2 separate regions of the Sus scrofa genome follow, and region 1 is linked to region 2. A link is a contact called in public Hi-C data. All regions are on one chromosome and are shown on one strand. Each heading gives the region's core, a stretch centred on a gene start, on an enhancer-like site or on the middle of the called end of the contact. The rest is flanking DNA. Distances are from core to core; before and after follow the strand shown.

Region 1 (2,700 bases), core at 138-2,637, 680 kb before region 2:
CCACCTCTTTGGTATTGATCTCTTCCATTTGCCCTGAATTACTTCCATTGCTGACCTGCGCACCGGTTACCGAAGGGTTGGGCTCCCGGGCGGTGCCCAAGAGTTGCCCGTGGCCCTGGGCGTTCAGGTGGGCGTGGGGGTGGTGTGGAGGAAGGCCGTTGATGGGAACCATGCCGGCCGAGGTGGGCGTGAGGTGCTGCTCCCCGTGACGGCCGAGCATGGCCGGGTGGTGGGCTTCGAAGCCGTTGGGGGTGAGCATCTTGTCGGTGGGCATGGCGGCGCCTGGGTGGGCATAGTGCGGGAGCCCTTGCTGGGAGTTGTGGATGCCACCCAGACCAGACCCAGAGAGGGGCGAGAGGCTCTGACCCATGCCGGCCACGTCCTTGTGGTAGGGGGTATAGAGGTTATTCATGGAGGCCAGCCCGCGCTCGTCCCGCATGAGCGTGAAGCTACCGCTCACGTTGCCTGCCAGGCGCTGGTGGTGGTGCGGGTGGTGGTGATGATGGTGATGGTGGTGATGGTGGGGGAACTTGTCCGAGACGGTGGAGATGGGCGGCAGCGGCTGCAGAGGGGTTAAGGTGGTGTAGGTGGTGGGCATGCTCATACCTGGGGGAGTCTCGCAGGCCATGGTCATGGTGGGGTGCAGGGGGCCGGCCAGGCTGTGCTCGGGGGCCCGATGGTGGTGGTGGTAATCGCCGCTGCCGCCGCCGCCGTCCAGCAAGGACGCCATGCCCATGGAGCGTGGGTGCGCGGGGGGCAGGTGGCTGCCACGGTGCGCCACAGAGCTTCGCGCGTGGGGGCTACCGCCCAGCAAGTCGGCTGGGGCAGGCACCGGCTCATGGCTCACCCCGTGCAGCTCCCCGATCGCCTCCATGGTCAGCTGCGCGTTCATCGTGATCCCGGCGAGCGGGCTGCGGACACAACATCGATGAGGCCGGGCAGAGGCGGCGAAGGGGCACGCAGTCCGGTCTTCACATCGGCTGCTAGCGACTGTTGCCTTCCTTCTTTCCTCTCACTGTGGGGCTGTTTCCCTCTCAGTGAGTCTCGCCGTCCCTCTTGCCCCCACCTTCCCCTCTGCGTCCTCCGCGGTTTTTTTTATTTTTTTAAAAAAATATTAATTTCCAAAAAGGATCCGCGCAGTTGGGCGAGCTCAGTGCCCCCAGCCCACCCGCCCCGGCCCCCTCTCACCCCTCTCCTTCTTAGAATTGTGAAGCCCCCGGCTCCCCTGACGCAGCCCGCGCGCCTTCCGCGGCTGCTGCCTGCCCGCACCGCTGGCCAGCTCCAGCCATGGCTCGGTTACTGTTGCAGACTCTGTGGCCGCTGTTCCGCCGCCGCCGCCGCCGCCGCCGCCACAGCCGCCGCGGCCCGCCCTCCCGCCAGCTGGGCGCAGCGCGCAGGCGCACGGATCGGCCCCGCCCCCTCAGTCCCAGAGCCAACAACCGGTGACGTCCCCTAACAAATGAAGTTGGGCGGGGGGGGGGCCTTACCAGAGGTGCCCAGCCGGGGGCGGAGGGAGCGACGCGCACGTGCGAGTGCCTAACGTAGAGCGCGACCTGGGACTGCCACCGCAACCCCGGGAAACTTGGATTACTCTAGGATCCCTCGCCTGTGTGGGCTCTCCTCCCAGCCCCCGCCCGCACTTGCTGGGCTAGCATCCCTGGTGGCGCACTATGCCTAGAGAGCCATCGCCCCTCTTACCAGTCGCTGTCTCCCGGTTGGGGTTGCCTGGGGAGCCTCAGCTTGTGTCATCACTCTTTGCACCCTGGCCTATTTCATGGGAGGGCTTCTAGGAGTCCACGCTCTCCCCATCTTCAGATGTTTGGCCTTTTGCGGGGGGAGGGGAGCAAATATCTCAAAGGCCTTGGTCAATCTTGCCACTGTTGACCGGACAACCTCTGTCATCCATCCCTAGTAATTCTCTGCCTACCCTTCCAAGCTCCGCGAAGAGGAGCACTTAGTGCCAAGAGACCCGGCACCGGCCATACCTCGCAGTCCTCCACCGCCTGGATCCTTCCCGGGCTTAGCTGATAATTAAAGTGGCGCGCCGCTTCGTGCATGAGTGTGTGTGTGTGTGTGCGTGTGCGTGTGTGTTTTATGAGTGCCCTGGTGGGTTCCCATATTAACTCGTGGTATCTGATGGTGCTGCCGAGACTCGAGCTGTTCCTACGGTTTCTTCATGGCCCTACTGCTAAAGCACCCAGAGGCCGCTGCTTGTGGGAAGAACTGACGCCGGCAGGGTGGACTAGGCGCGCCGGTCTCTGCTTGGCCCGTAGGGACGCCCTCTTCCCGGCGTCCCTGTGAGAAGCCTCCAGATTTGAAAATCAATTCAGCTTTGGGCGTAATTGTTCGCTTCCCACAATCAAGCACCAATCCGGAATCGAACCTGGTCCTTAGGCCTGTTGGGTACGCGTGGGGAGGCCCCCAGCGTGGGACGTACACCCGGTGGCCACATGCCGCCGGCTTTCTTTCATTTACAAAAGAAAGAGAAAAAAAAATCCGTAACAAAAGGCAGAGCGTGTCCGCTTAGGTGCTTTCATCCCTCAGAGAAAGGACAGATGTGCTCATTGTCCGGCCCTTGGCAGTTACAACCGGGTCAGCGCCAAGCCTCAGCCCCAGGCGAGCGGTGGTCACAATGGGGGACAGCTTCTCAGAGCCTGGGTATCTGGGCTCAGATATGGAGCAAAGTATGTGTGGCCTACA
Region 2 (2,700 bases), core at 155-2,654:
GCTACTTGCTTATAGAATGGTTGCAGTTTCTTTGGAGCATGCAGATATAAAAATGACTCAGTAGGGTGTGATCTTATGTCTATGCCTTGCAAGTTGAGAATCATAACAAGGCCTATGATAATTAAATACTGGTAGAGCTCCAGAGGCATAAAAAAGTGAGTTATGGAAAGAGTAGATCACAGGGATAACAAAGAAGGGGCGGGCCTGACTAGTATATACCAGCCTTCTTTCCTTTGGAGGTCTGCAGTGGCCTCGCAGTGCATTTCAGCACAGAACTCCAGGCAGCTAGACCATGGTTAGCCCTAGAGAGGAAAGCTATTTGGCATCCTGGACTGTGGAGTGGGAGAGACTTAGTTCCCAAACCTAGAAGAGCTACTCATTGGCTGAGTGGCCCCAAGAAAGTTACTTAACCTTGGAACTCCTCAGTCAGGTTATTATTCAATAGAGATAATGAAAGTACCTTCTTTCCAGAGTTGTTGTGAGGGATAAAATAAGATACATGCAGCAAAGGATCTGAATCAACATTAATTATCCTTGAAAAGAAAGCAGAGACAATCTCTATTTAACTTTTTTTGCAATTAAAAAATCATCCAGAAAATAAAAAATAATAAAGAAGACTCCAATATCTCTCCAAATATACATTTTTTTAAATTTATGGGCTTAATCAGAATAATTATGAGTTGTGGCGCTCCTGTCATGGCTCAGAGGTTAATGAATACGACTAGCATCCATGAGGATGCGGGTTGGATCCCTTGCCTTGCTCAGTGGCTTAAGGATCCAGCGTTGCCATGAGCTGTCGTGTAGGTCACAGATGTGGCTTGGATCCAGTGTTGCTGTGGCTGTGGTGTAGGCCAGCAGCTACAGCTCCAATCAGGCCCCTAGTCTGGGAACTCCATATGCTGAGGGTGTGGCCCTAAAAAAAACAAGACAAAAAAAAAAAAAAAAAAAAAAAAGGAATAATTCTGAGTTTTCAGAGTTTTTTTTTTTTTTTTTTTTCTTTTTAAATGTGTGATATCATCAGTTCATGGGATCTAGTGTCAGCCAGACTTAGGTTTGAGTTACATTTCTGTGGTCATTTACGTGGTAAGAGTGAATTGCTTAACTTTGCTAAACTTCAATTTCCTTGTCTATAAAACAGGGATAACATTACCTATATCATGAAATTATTATGAGAGTAAAAAAAGGCAAAGCATATATGCCATAAACCATTTGGTAAATATTCATTGTAAACATTCCTGCAAGGCAGGTCCCTAAGGGGCACCTGTGTACATTCCAGTGAAAGGAGACATCTGGCCATGACACTGCACTTTGAGCTTGTCCTGTTTTGCGTGGCCATTGTGCTAGCTCCTGTTTACCAAAGGCTGATGAAGTTACTCAGTTCTTGTCCTTGACTACTTCCTGGCCCTTGTGCAATATCTCCTGATTTGAGGTTGGGTTCCTGCATATCATGTAACTGGCCACAGCAGAAGTAGTTATGCTTTAACTTCCTTTAGTACTCAATGTTATGAACTATCAAGTGGAAAGAGACTGAAGGGACTAGAGGTCAGGGTTAGAGAATATCAGGTATCCTGTTCTGCCTGATCTTTTGTATTTGATTCAGTAATTACTGATTACCTACCATATAGCAGACTCTAAGGATATAAACAGGACATGTCTCCTACCTCAGGGAGCTTAGAGCTTGGTGATGCTGTGAGAATAAGTTTTCACTTTTATGAACAGTTACACAAAAATTAAGCTAGATATAACAATTCCTTCAAAAAAAAGTGTATTAAGTGTTCATATGTCAACTTCAAGGAGAATAAAAGTATGTTTACTCAAAAGATCCATTGAACTTAAAGAAAATAAATATTTCTTTAAACAGAATTAAAAGGTACCAAGACAGGAGTTCCCTCGTGGTACAGCAGATTGAGGATCCAGCATTGTCCCTGTACGAGCTTGGGTTACTGCTGTGACACAGGTGCAGTCCCTGGCCTACAAACTTCCACATGCTGTGGGTGTGGCCAAAAAAAATCTACCAAGACATATGCACACTTTAATATATGTGTATAATTTTTATTAAATATATATGAAAGTTGAAAATAAAAATTTTTGTCACATACATGTGTACATGCCATAACTATAAAGCTCAGTGACTTTTCACAAACTGGACACTTATGTAAATATTATAGAGATTAAGAAACAAGACCTTACTGGCACTCTAGAATCTGTCCATCAGGCGCTTTCTGGTCTCCACCCCCACGGTAACCAATATCTTGTATTCTAATAAGATAAAATATATTTTTATATCTTTATAATTTATATAAGTAGAATCACATATTGTGGTGTGCAGATCTTAAAAACATTTTCCTGTCAAATTTCAATTCATTATTTGATGGTTCTTTGTTAATCTAAACCAGCCAAGTATGATCCACATGAGGCATATACTTGGAATAAAGTATTCTCAGGCTTGTGTAAAAATCGCCAACTCTTTCTACAAAGGATGATTCATTTGTACCTGAATGTCCTGATCTTGGAGGTTATACTTCAGAATGTGAACTCATTCATTAGAGAATGCTTTATTTGATTGAAGGCCAGGTACTCGCTTCCCAGCAACACAGCTTAAGTAAATGCCCAACTCAGACAGTCAACATTACTGTCTCAAAAATCTTTCATTCTGACATATTATCACACATTTGTCATTAGGGAACTGCATATTCACAT

Evidence for each region. A called contact is a pair of places that touch in the nucleus more often than the background predicts.
Region 1: a Hi-C map of liver shows a contact between it and region 2, with 6 times the contacts expected there. The contact joins the promoter of ONECUT1 here to the enhancer-like site in region 2. A contact is called at or near these places in 2 of 5 promoter capture datasets (both in liver) and 5 of 47 Hi-C or Micro-C datasets (fetal liver and liver).

What each region holds. Positions count from the first base shown.
Region 1 is chr1:118,912,087-118,914,786 of Sscrofa11.1, reverse strand. It overlaps ONECUT1 (hepatocyte nuclear factor 6), which reads right to left and starts at 1,387. Exons shown (of 2, transcript XM_001928991.5): 1 at 1-1,387. The coding sequence starts at 892.
Region 2 is chr1:118,228,800-118,231,499 of Sscrofa11.1, reverse strand. No RefSeq gene overlaps it. Among named protein-coding and RNA genes, the nearest start is that of WDR72, 280 kb to the right of the region's middle. Within about 2 kb of position 1,404, at least 5 of the 83 cell types and tissues checked have an H3K27ac peak or open chromatin away from gene starts, as enhancers often do. A contact at or near this core is called in fetal liver and liver, where this site is marked.